Regions from separate parts of the Danio rerio genome. Here region 2 is linked to region 1. The links are chromatin contacts, called in public Hi-C maps. All regions are on one chromosome and are shown on one strand. The core of a region is the stretch at or near the end of the contact, and the rest is flanking DNA. Distances in the headings are between cores, read along the strand shown. Region 1 holds the start of c25h12orf75 (chromosome 25 C12orf75 homolog). Region 2 holds the start of nuak1b (NUAK family, SNF1-like kinase, 1b).

Region 1 (6,510 bases), core at 442-2,941:
CATGTTATGTTTCAACTGATTCTTCCATCTTACCTTCCATAATATAAAATCAAGTCATATATAGGTTCAGAGATGTTTTCAGTGCTCTTTAAGTGTGCCAACACACAACAATATTAAGAGGGGCGTGGTTAAGAATATTGTTGCAAACGCCGTCAAACTGACGTCATCAGAGAATAACTGCCAGTCCAAATGAGTAAGCAAATCACTATCAAAATTTCACCAGCAGGTCCTACTTTCCTGGAAATTGTGTTATTCCCATTTCTCACCACATGAATGCATTTTACGGAACAACTCTGATATTAGAATTAGAAATAAATCTATTTTTCTATCTACGTGGTTTAACAGAAATATAATTGGGATTCTCTCAATTTTTGATAAGTCCGGCAAGTTTTGTCTTATGAACAATTTATGTCTAATAATAATTTTCCATTACCTTTTAAAGAATTTAATGCTGTGCAAAAAGCAATTCCTTTAGGCCTAATTCAACTTATAAAACCTCATTTAATGTTTAATGAAAATGTTATTAAAGAACCAGAGCTGATATTAAATGGAATTAGTCTATTTGACAAAAAATTTAATAATAATTATATTCGACAAATTTTTCAAAATAAAAAATATGATGTTCCTAAAGGCAAATTTTTACTGGGCATCCTTCCTTGACACAACAGACTGGAAAAAGCCTGGCTATTACCTCATAAGTACTGCATTCCCAATAAAACAAAAGAGGTTAATTTCAAAATTCATCATAAAATATACCCAGTGAATGGTACTTTGGCAAAGTATTTGGAGATTGACAGTTCATGCACATTTTGTAAGAGTGAAGACAAAACGCTGATTCACATATTTTTTTCAATGTGAAAGCACAAAAACCTTTTGGAAAAGCTTATATCTCCATATAGGTAACTACATTGCTTCTTCCAGACTCTTTCATCTTCAAGATATCATTTGTTATTAAAAAGGTAAAACTGATAAATCAGAGAATTACATTATTCATTTTTTTATTTTGTATGGAAAATATTTTATTCACAAACAAAAAAAATTTTTTTGTTTTTTTTTGCCTTCTTTTTCACATTTTTTAATAGAAATTGATGTTTTAATTAAATCTCTTAGACTAGTTAATAATAAGAAAAAGATTCTTAGTTTTTTATGATAAATATTATGGAAATAGCATGGATACATAGTCCTCCTGTATTTGTGTTATGTATGTATATGTTTAAACTTATTTATTTATTTATTTATTTTCTTTTCTCTCTTTTGTTTCTCTTTTTATTTAATTTTTAAAGTTTATATTGTTTATCCTGATCTGTTATTATCATTGTGTTTTTTGTGTAAAATTGAATTTTGTATGTTTGTTATTGAAGTCAATAATAATAATAATAATAATAATAATAATAATAATAATAATAATAATAATAAAAATGAGTAAGCAAATGCTGACTTTAATTGTGGATTACCAAAAACAGTTTTTTATTTTCAGTGGACTAACTTGCACGGGTTTATTGTTCACAAAGAGATCGACAATGTGCGCAACTAAAATAAACATAGTACATTTTGATTATACACGAACTTAAACTAAAGTCCAATCACACCTCCGCCCCGTTTCCACAGCAGCCTGTCAGGGTGGAGGAAAAGCGCGGCGGTCATGTGAGGCTCGAGCATCTCTCTCTCTCTCTCTCTCTCTCTCTCTACAGAATGATAGAGGGAGCTCGTGAATCACATCATAGTCGTCCTCCCCTCATTCGTCCTCTCCAGCAGACACCGAAAAACTGCGTTCATGCCAAAATGGGATGTGGAAATTCCTCCGCCACGAGCACGACAGCCGGAGGTAAGTGAGCGGGAGCGTGTGCACGAGTCACTGACACGCGCGCCGCTCTTTATCAATGGAAGAGTGCGCGGGTGAAGTCAGACACCAGATTTAGCGCTCGGTTTGTCTTCAGACATTCGATTTCGGCTATTAAAAAGTCTCGTTTATTATAGCAGGAGGAAGGATGTGGAGGAATGTGGAGGTGAAGGATCTGACGCCTAATAAATCAGTCATGGAGATTCCGTCCCTCGCGTCTGATACGTATTTAGGTCAGATCTGCGCTTGTAGACTTAATGAGGAGAGAGCAGGAGAAAATGAAGACGAATCAAATGAGATCTGTTTAGCATGGAAATTGTTTCTCTCAGACTCGGCGTTGACAGGAGCGCTTTCGGGAGAAGAATCGGCTAATCATTTTTCTCTAAATAGATATTCTTCTCAGAGATCTTGAATATCGACTGTACACATTTGTAAAATTGAGGTTAATTCCAAGTCAGCAAATGTATGTAATAAAAGAGTGAACAGATGTTGTTTTGTTGTGTTTTTAAAGGTCACAGTTAATGTTAGCGCATCATCATAACCTTATTTTGTAGCCTACTTAAAATATTGCGTTCTTTGAACATAATTATAAAGGTTATCATTCAGCAAACATAAAAGATGTTGAGCGTGCTGTTACTTAGAACATTCTGTCAATATTTATGAGGACGTTCAAGTAGAACAGCGGCTAATGAGGACATTCTAAAAATGTTCTCACAATGTTTTCTCATATAAAAATGACATAACAGCATTCCTTTGAATGATGTTCTCTGATTTTTTTAGATGTTGTAAGAACAATATAAACATTAAGAATTATAAATAATTCTGAAATTGTTCTTAAGCGTAATCTCAACATTATACGAACGTTCAAGTACGAATTTTGAAAATGTTCTTGGAATGTTTCCTCTTAACATCAAAAAAAAAAAAAAAAAAAAAAAAATATATATATATATATATATATATATATATATATATTACAAATAACATCAAAAAGACATTCTGAATCAGTTGAGTCAAGAGATTTTCACTCGTTACTAGTGCAACGTTCAGAAATGATGATTTTCTCAGATGTTTTGAGAATATTCTGATATTAACAATTAAAGATGCTCTGAAAATGTGATTATTTGAATGTTGTCTCCTAAAGAGAAGTACAAACATCATATGTACATTCCAGACATGTCCATCGCAAAATAATTTCTCTTAATGCTATAAGAATGTTTATACAGACATTGCAAAAATGATCTCAGAATATTTTCCCTCAAATTTATATGCAGAATAAGAAGAATCGACTAATCGTTTTCCATTACTAGAGATTCCTCCTAGATCTAAACTCAGAGATCTTGAATATCGACTGTGCACATTTGTAAAATTGAGGTTGATTCTCAGTCAGCAAATGTATGTTCTAAAAGCGTGAACACATGTTGTTTTAACAGGTCACAGTTAATGTTAGCGCATCATTCTGACCTTATTTTGTAGCCAACTTAAAATATAGCATTCTTTGAACATTCAATAATTTATTTTCTATTCGGCTTAGTCCCTTTAATCTGGGGTCGCCACAGCAGAATGAACTGCCAACTTATCCAGCATATGTTTTATGTAGAGGATTTAGATTCAACATTCAGCAAACATAAAATATGTTGAGCGTACTGTTTATAAAAACATTCTGTCAATATTTATGAGGACGTTCAAGTAGAACAGCGGCTAATAAGGGCATTCTGAAAATGTTCTTACAATGTTTTCTCTCATACAAATTCTTGTGCGTAATCTCAATGTTAAGCAAACGTTCAAGTACGAATTATGAAAATGTTCTTGTAATGTTTTCTCTCAACATCATGAAAAATATATATATTTCAGTGCTTCAAACGTTCATGAAATCAAAAATACATCCTGAATCTGTTAAGCCAAGAGATTTTCACTCATTACAAATGCAACGTTCAGAAATGATGATTTTCTCAAGATGTTATGAGATCATTCATCAAGTAGTAACACTAAAAGATGCTCGGAATATGTGATTATTTGAATGTTGTCTCCTAAAGAGAAGTACAAACATCATATGTACATTCCAGACATGTCGATCTCAGAATAATTTCTCTTAATGCTATAAGAATGTTTATACAGACATTGCAAAAATGATCTCAGAATATTTTCCCTCAAATTTATATGCAGAATAAGAAGAATCGACTAATCGTTTTCCCTTACTAGAGATTCCTCCTAGATCTAAACTCAGAGATCTTGAATATCGAATGTGCACATTTGTAAAATTGAGGTTGATTCTCAGTCAGCAAATATATGTTCTAAAAGCGTGAACACATGTTGTTTTAACAGGTCACAGTTAATGTTAGCGCATCATTCTGACCTTATTTTGTAGCCAACTTAAAATATAGCATTCTTTGAACATTCAATAATTTATTTTCTATTCGGCTTAGTCCCTTTAATCTGGGGTCGCCACAGCAGAATGAACTGCCAACTTATCCAGCATATGTTTTATGTAGAGGATTTAGATTCAACATTCAGTAAACATAAAAATATGTTGAGCGTACTGTTTATAAAAACATTCTGTCAATATTTATGAGGACGTTCAAGTAGAACAGCGGCTAATGAGGACATTCTGAAAATGTTCTTACAATGTTTTCTCTCATACAAATTCTTATGCGTAATATCAATGTTAAGCGAATGTTCAAGTACGAATTTTGAAAATGTTCTTGTAATGTTTCCTCTCAACATCATAAAAAATATATATATTTCAGTGCTTCAAACGTTCATGAAATCAAAAATACATCCTGAATCTGTTGAGCCAGGAGATTTTCACTCATTATAAATGCAACGTTCAGAAATGATGATTTTCTCAAGATGTTATGAGATCATTCATCAAGTAGTAACACTTAAAGATGCTCGGAATATGTGATTATTTGAATGTTGTCTCCTAAAGAGAAGTACAGTACAAACATCTTATGGACATTCCAGACATGTCCATCTCAGAATAAGTTATCTTAATGCTATAAGAATGTTTATAAAGACATTGCAAAAATGTTCTCAGAATATTTTCCCTCAAATTTATATGCAGAATAAGAAGAATCGACTAATCGCTTTCCCTTACTAGAGAGTCCTCTCAGATCTAAACTCAGAAATCTTGAATATCGACTGTGCACATTCGTAAAATTTAGGTTGATTCCCAGTCAGCAAATGTATGTTCTAAAAGCGTGAACAGATGTTTTTTTTAAAAGGTCATAGTGAATGTTAGCGCATCATTCTAACCTTAATTTGTAGCCAACTTAAAATATAGCATTCTTTGAACATTTATTAATTTTCTTTTCGTCTTAGTCCCTTTATTAATCTGGGGTCACCACAGCAGAATGAACCGCCAACTTATCCAGCATATGTTTTATGTAGAGGATTTAGATTTAACATTCAGCAAACATAAAAGATTTTGAGGGTACTGTTTATAAGAACATTCTGTCAATATTTATGAGGACGTTCAAGTTGAACAGCGGCTAATGAGGACATTCTGAAAATGTTCTTACAATGTTTTCTCTAAAAAAATGATTTCATAACAACATTCTTTTGAATGATGTTCTCTGATTTTTATCGATGTTGTAAGAACATTCAGGTATAATAAACTAAAGGACATTCTGCAATTTTTCTCATGTGTAATCTCAATGTTATGCGAACTTTCAAGTACGAATTTTAAAAATGTTCTTGTTTCAGCAGAATGAAAAAAATAATAAATAATATATATAAATTTTTTAAATGTCTTTAACATAATTTTTTTACCTTTACTTGAAAGATCTTTGGGAAACCAAGAAAAAATGAGTGTTTTTTTGAGTGTACAGTATGTAATTTGTGTCTCTATTTCAGAAGAAACCAACTTCATGCTTAACTGAATTATACTTGAGTTAATAACAAGCGATATTTGAGTAATAATTGTCCATAAACAAGACTGATGGACGTCAGATATCAGATGTGAGAACAGCTGGAGATGATTCAGCCATCGCCATAGAAGCCGGCAAATGGATTTAAATGCGCATAGATTTCGAAAAAAGTGAATCTGATTCCATAATGCATCACTGGCTTCTCATTGCGATGCAGAAACAAGCTAAACAACGTGAAGTTGGGTTAAAAATAGAATTAGCCTTGAGTGTGAGAGAGAAAGTGATGAATGATTGACAGGCGAGGTGTCAAAGTGGCAACATCTAAATACCCAAACAGAGGAACTCGACCCACAAAAAGCACATTTTAATGCTCAGATAATGCTCATTTGGAGATTGTAGTTTCATATGCTGTTTTCAAGACCGCTGGTTTTTTTTTTGGATTTTCCCAAAATAGGATTTAGACCTATTTAAGGCCAAAAAACATGTTCATTTTCCCATTGCATAAACTGTAGTGTCAGCTCTTTTCTCAGAGTCAGAAAACTCCGCCTTTCAGAGTCTGCACTTCACTGATTGGTTAGAGGCACTACTGTTATGATTGGTCGGAAACCAAATGATCATTAGCATTTCTGAATATTTCTTTACTTGTAAACACAACAGTACTGATCACATCTGTTTTACTGTATCAGTTTGAGTCCTCATCCTTTGAAAGTTTCTTTGGAAAGAAGACTCCCGAAAAATCGAACTGTTCCAGGCCTCATCTACAACAGTGTTTGAGGGTCAAAATAGATGTTTGTGCGGGCTTTC
Region 2 (5,860 bases), core at 3,282-5,781, 130 kb after region 1:
CAATTTTGACCACTTTAAAAAAAAAAACATTGCTAGGTTTCATTTCAGTCCACAATTTTGAAGTGATATACGACTTTAAACAACATCAGAAAAAAGCATCAAAATACTGCAGTGCGATTTTTCATTATATGTAGGTGTAGGACTGTGATGTCTAATGTTTAGTCTCCATGGCAGTTATCAGTGGTTTCTATGTCTGTTATCTATATGTCTGTGCCATAACTCTTTACAGACAGTGCGTCCGGCCGGTTAACAGTTTCTCTGACTAATTCCTGCCAAGCGCACTAAAATGGTGCCAAAAAACAACACCGTATGTCTCCCTGAGTGACTTTATGTTTATGGGCCCACAAACACGCATGACAAATTATGTTTTACCATGCATCGGGGTTTGAGGTAAACGAAAAAACATGTATGAGTGTGTGTGTGTGTGCTGTTTTATTTTTAGGTCTGTTAGCATGCGCTCATACTTTCTTCAGCAGCCTGCCAACACTCTGATGGCACACTGCCCACCGATACACTCAGACCTGCGTGTGTGTTTGCATGACTCTAGGTGTTGTGAAATAGACTGAACTGTATATATCATTTAGTTTAATTATTTACATCTCCTCATAACCAAAACAATTACCAACAAATAGTTGCCATGGGAATTTAAAAAAGACAATAGTGTGTTTCAAATGGTGGTCACACAGAATTAGCTACATGCTAATAGACAAAATATAACTATACTCAAGGTTGGTTTATACTTCAGTGTCGAGTGATCGGCGTGACCCATGGCACATCCAAAGATGAAGTCTTGCATTTATACTTCTGTGTGCTGTTTGTGTTGCACTGCAATAACACTTCTGAAATGCTAGCTAGCACAAGGTTTTTATCGTCATCTGTGTCGAGTCTCTTTGTGGGTGTTTCGTTTTTCCTACCGTAATGTACAAGTAGCTAAAACTCGCTCGTTCAGAGGTGGAACCGGCGGACATACGACTTTAATCATAAGGAAAACACAAAAAAACAGTGTCCATCTGGAGCTCCTTCACGCGACTCGACACTTGTAAACACTTGCTCCATCGGCTTGCGGCTCTCAGCACTGCCCACACTTGTTAGCGCTAACAAACAGACCAATAACAGAGCTTGCGCTACATGTCGTTGCGACATTGTTCCCAACTAAAAACAAAAAAAACTTCTGTTTACATAAAAGAGCAGCGGCAGACTACAGGACCTTATGTGTGCTGGCCATCTACCTTATGTGTGTAGCGCCATCTACTGACCTGGAATGCAAAATATTGCATTTTTAGGCAATTGTCATGTGTGAATCATCATTTTTACATGGTTATCTTCATTCAAAAACTTAAAAACAAAAAAAACTTTGTATTTATAGTTTCCATTAGGACTGCACGATCTTGGAAAAATCTGACATTACGATATTTTTTTTGCTGCAATGTATATTTAAATATGATATAATAGAATAGCTCTATTTAAAAAGATTTGAATAATAAAGATCTACTGGAATGATCAAGTCTTTTTTTTTTATGAAGTGCGTCTACAAAATATATTATAAATTACAATCATATGACAGGGCAGTTTTTCTGTTGAGTCTTGGGATCATCCAAATACAACAATGTAAAAAGCCAACGTAAAAAACATGGTCATCATTACACAAATCATTCACTCATTCATTTTTATTTTAGTTTAGTCCCTTTATTTATCTGTGGTCGCCACAGCGGAATGAACCGCCAACTTATCTAGCATATGTTGTACACAGCGGATGCCCTTCCGGCTGCAACCCATCTCTGGGAAACACCCTTACATTCTCATTCACACATACACTTCGGACAATTTAGCTTACCCAAATCACCTATACCACATGTCTTTGGACTGTGGGGAAAACCGGAGCACCCAGAGTGGGGAGAACATGCAAACTCCACACAGAAATGCCAACTGACCCAGCTGAGGCTAGAACCAGCGATCTTCTTGCTCTGAGGCGAGATGTATAAATCATTTTATACAATATTATAAAATAATATCTTTTTAGTATTTAATAAATAATCTAATCCTGCGATGTGACTACTTTATATACGTAAATTTCAATATCAATGCTCAAACGATATAATGTTCAGCCCTAGTTGTCATGGAAACGCTCCCTCAAATCAAAAGGATGCTAATTGTATGTACTCTAAACCAGCCATAATTACATGGTTTGTGTTGACCACAAGATATTCTGAATACCAAAGCTGGACTTACTACTGGATTTCTTCTTTTAGATTAAACAGTCGCGCATGGCACACCAAAGTTCTGGGTTTGATTCCCACTAAACAAATGTGCAACTTGAAAACGAAGCAAGTCACTTTGTGGAGAAGCATCTGGCAAATGAATAAATGTATTCACCGAATGGACCAAAAAGTTTGGACCAAAAATACCCTTTTTCCCCTAAAAGAAGAATAAATCATACAATAAAATCAATTACATTTACATTTGCAATGCATTTAAGTAATGATTTGTGAAATTTACCAACAATTTATGAATGAAAAACTGTTTCAAAGATAATCCCAGCATATTTTTTTTTAAATGAGGTTGTGTAAATGTGTTGGAATTTTCCCTTTTGGGTGAACTTTAGCATAAAGCAAAGATCATTGCTCTTAGCAGCTGCTCCCAAGTCGTGCTGTGACTGAGCTGTCGTTTAGAGGACAGTGTTAAACAGCAACCAAAGCCGCGTGCCGTGGCGAATGAATCAGGGACGTTTGATTAATGAATCAACGAGCACTAAAGCCCAGTCTGACCTAAATGGCCACAAAAGAACTTGCAATCTAGGTCAGAGTTCATTAGCGACCCGAGGGTCAGAACTCAAGGACTTTACCACAAATGGCTCTCGCACATTATTATTTATGGCGAGCGGTCAGCGGTGACCTTTGAACCCAAATGCTACAGAAAAAGGGCAATTGGTTGAAGCGTGATGCGTTTCATTGGGGGGCCATTAGAGCAACTTGACATGAGATTTAAAACATCTGTTCTTGCACAACTGAACGCGTGCGGTGCACACGCGTGGGGTGGAATTCCCATGAGACAAACCGAAGTGAGCCAAACACAACAACGGATTATTATAGCCGAGCTGACACCCTAAACGACAAACTACTGCCGGACCAAGTGTATGTTAGCTGCACATTCGTTTCCCAAATTATTTGAAAGTTGAAACCACTGGAACATATCAAGGAATCATGACATCACCATGGAAAAACCAAAGTACTACAGGTCAAGAATATCCCAGGGATTGATCCTACACCCTTTTCAACGCCAATTGTATACATGTATATATAAAACCAAAACTAGAGGCCAAGTATCAGGGTAAGGGATTAAACCTACAACCTTTCAACAACAATGATGTATCTCAAAGGAATGCATGGCTTTAGAATTTGATACCATCACCGTACCATGCTAAACCCCACAAGGTGAAGCATCTTGCAGGAATTGAACCAATAACCTTTTTGATAACAGTAGAGATGTATAACCATTACATTCAAATGATTTAGCAGATGCTTGAAGTTCTTACCTCTCTTCCAGAATGGCGTTCAATGGCCTTCCTGACTTTGCCATAAGTTCCTCTCCCCAGGGTCTCCAGCAGCTCATATCGATGCTTCAGGTTGTGTTTGTGATGATGTTTCTTCACACCAGAGTTGCTGCGCTTGACCTCGCCGGGGCCCCCAGGAGCCTCCGCCACATGCACCACTGAGGGGCCCGACGGGTCACCTGGCCTCTGTGTCTCCATCATGCGGGAGGACGATATTTAAACCCCCCCGCCCTCTATGTTTAAATATCTCCACTAAATGCTTTGAAATATTGATAATACAACACCTAATCGGTATAGCTAATCAGCATATTAAATAAATAAATAAATTACAATGTAAAATGTTTAATTAGGTTAACTTATTTATGATTGTCAATATTGACTCATATTTTAATGAGATGTCTATCTATCCTACCTATAGCCGGCTATATCTACAAGAGAAACGAAATAATAATAATCCCGCGGTCTAATTATGAAACGGGGATATAAACGGACTAAAAGGCATATCGTTAAAAAAGAAAACTATTAAACACGTGCCATGTGACACTTAATAAACTGCTACAATGTATCATTCACAATTAGAACGACGACGTATTCTATTGTGCGCTATTCTATTATGACGCGTTCTATTCCATTATGACGTATCCTACTCCGTTATGACGTGTTCTCTTTCCCGTGGCGCGTTCGGTCATGATTTCTCCGTTATTCCTTTGTTTCAATCTACCGCAGAAAATCTCGGGCGAGAAAGCAGCGACCACGCCGGCGTTCTGGACGTAAATCACCCTCATTCTGGCCTCGGATCCGCCGTGGTGTCAGTGAGCTCGGTTGCGGTGCCGGTGATCCGTGACGTGAGGCTCGGTGCGCGGGGATCGGACGGATGGATGTGCTGCGGACTCTGTGTGTCTGCTGTGGCCATGATTCGGTGTGTTCGGCCCGTCTCGTCTCTTCTCTCCTCCTGTCCTGATCTGTGATTCTTTCTCTCTCTGTCCTTCGGGCTCAGAAACACTGAATAAAGACGGAGGGGGGCGGAGTCACTGCTCTCTCTCTCTCTCTCTCTCTCTCTCTCTCTCTCTCTCTCACTAAAATGTGTCTGTCTTAGATTTTTTGCTGATTTTCTGGTTCTGCTTTTTTTGGAAGAAGTAAAATGGAATGATTAATAATCATTTTAAGATGAATAATCCCACAGACGCTTTATGCAGAGAATATAATGGCCAAGTGTGCAACAAAATAAAGAGTTTAGCTGCAAAAACCTCTTAAAGCCATTTGATATTTGCATTTTTCTCCAACTCTTATGTGTTGGCTCAGTAATTTAACAATTATAGTGATGCATACATTCTTTCTATTGCCTTTAGGGTGAAATAATTGAACATAAAAAAGGAGGTTGAGAAAATTTCTAATTTTAGGAGAACATTTCAGACGGCATCTAGAAGTTTTTGCATCTGAACTTTTTAAATATAAAAGCCTTGCATGTAATTATTCATCCATTCATCTTCCTTCGCCACAGTGAAATGAACCGCCAACCTATCCAGCATATGTTTTACACAGTGGATGCCCTTCCAGCTGCAATAACCCAGTACTGGGAAACACCCATATACACTCATACACTATGGCCAATTTAGCTTATTCAATTCACCAATAGTGCATGTGTTTGGACTTGTGGGGGAAATCGGAGCACCCGGAGGAAACCCACGCCAACATGGGGAGAACATGCAAACTCCACACAGAAATGCCAACTGACCAAGCCAGGACTCGAACCAGTGACCGTCTTGCTGTGAGGTGACAGTGCTAACCACTTGATATTCTTTTTATTGAAAGGAATAAAAACAAATCTGATAGTAGCTCTACATTATTATTTTTGACAGTGCTAACCATTGAGCTACCAGTCTTATCTCATGAGAAAAACGTAAGTATTTTACATTTTGCCAATTTAGTAGCAAATTCTTACAAATTCGTTCAGTCGTATAAAATTGTACGATTTTAAAAAGGATTCGTGGCACCTAACCCCACCCCTAAACCCAACCGTTACATTACCGTTGACATTATTTTCTTTAATAAAAATTATTCTTAATAATTATATACTAATCGCGATCTTTGGTGTTCCCTCTCAGTGTCAACCTTTAAACCGGAGACAAGCTGACATTGTGGCTTTTGCATCTCTTCTCGCTAGGCGCAGAATACTTTTGTCTTGGACCTCCCCACAACCCCCCTCTATTTCATTATGACTCAAAGATTTGGTCTTCTTTTTAAAACTTGAGAAAATTAAATACAATATCAGAGGTAGGGGAGAACATTTTTTTGAAAAATGGCAACAAT

What was found. Hi-C and Micro-C count contacts between places; a contact is called where the count stands out from the background.
Region 2: a contact with region 1 is called in a Hi-C map of an unstated tissue, with 2.6 times the contacts expected there. The contact joins the promoter of nuak1b here to the promoter of c25h12orf75 in region 1. A contact is called at or near these places in 1 of 18 Hi-C or Micro-C datasets (an unstated tissue) and 1 of 4 datasets of contacts at active chromatin or transcription factors (embryo).

The regions. Positions count from the first base shown.
Region 1 is chr25:6,437,504-6,444,013 of GRCz12tu, forward strand. c25h12orf75 (chromosome 25 C12orf75 homolog) reads left to right here and starts at 1,692. Exons shown (of 5, transcript NM_001302783.1): 1 at 1,692-1,825. The coding sequence starts at 1,783.
Region 2 is chr25:6,569,061-6,574,920 of GRCz12tu, forward strand. nuak1b (NUAK family, SNF1-like kinase, 1b) reads right to left here and starts at 4,532. Exons shown (of 7, transcript XM_684898.7): 1 at 3,533-4,532. The coding sequence starts at 3,751.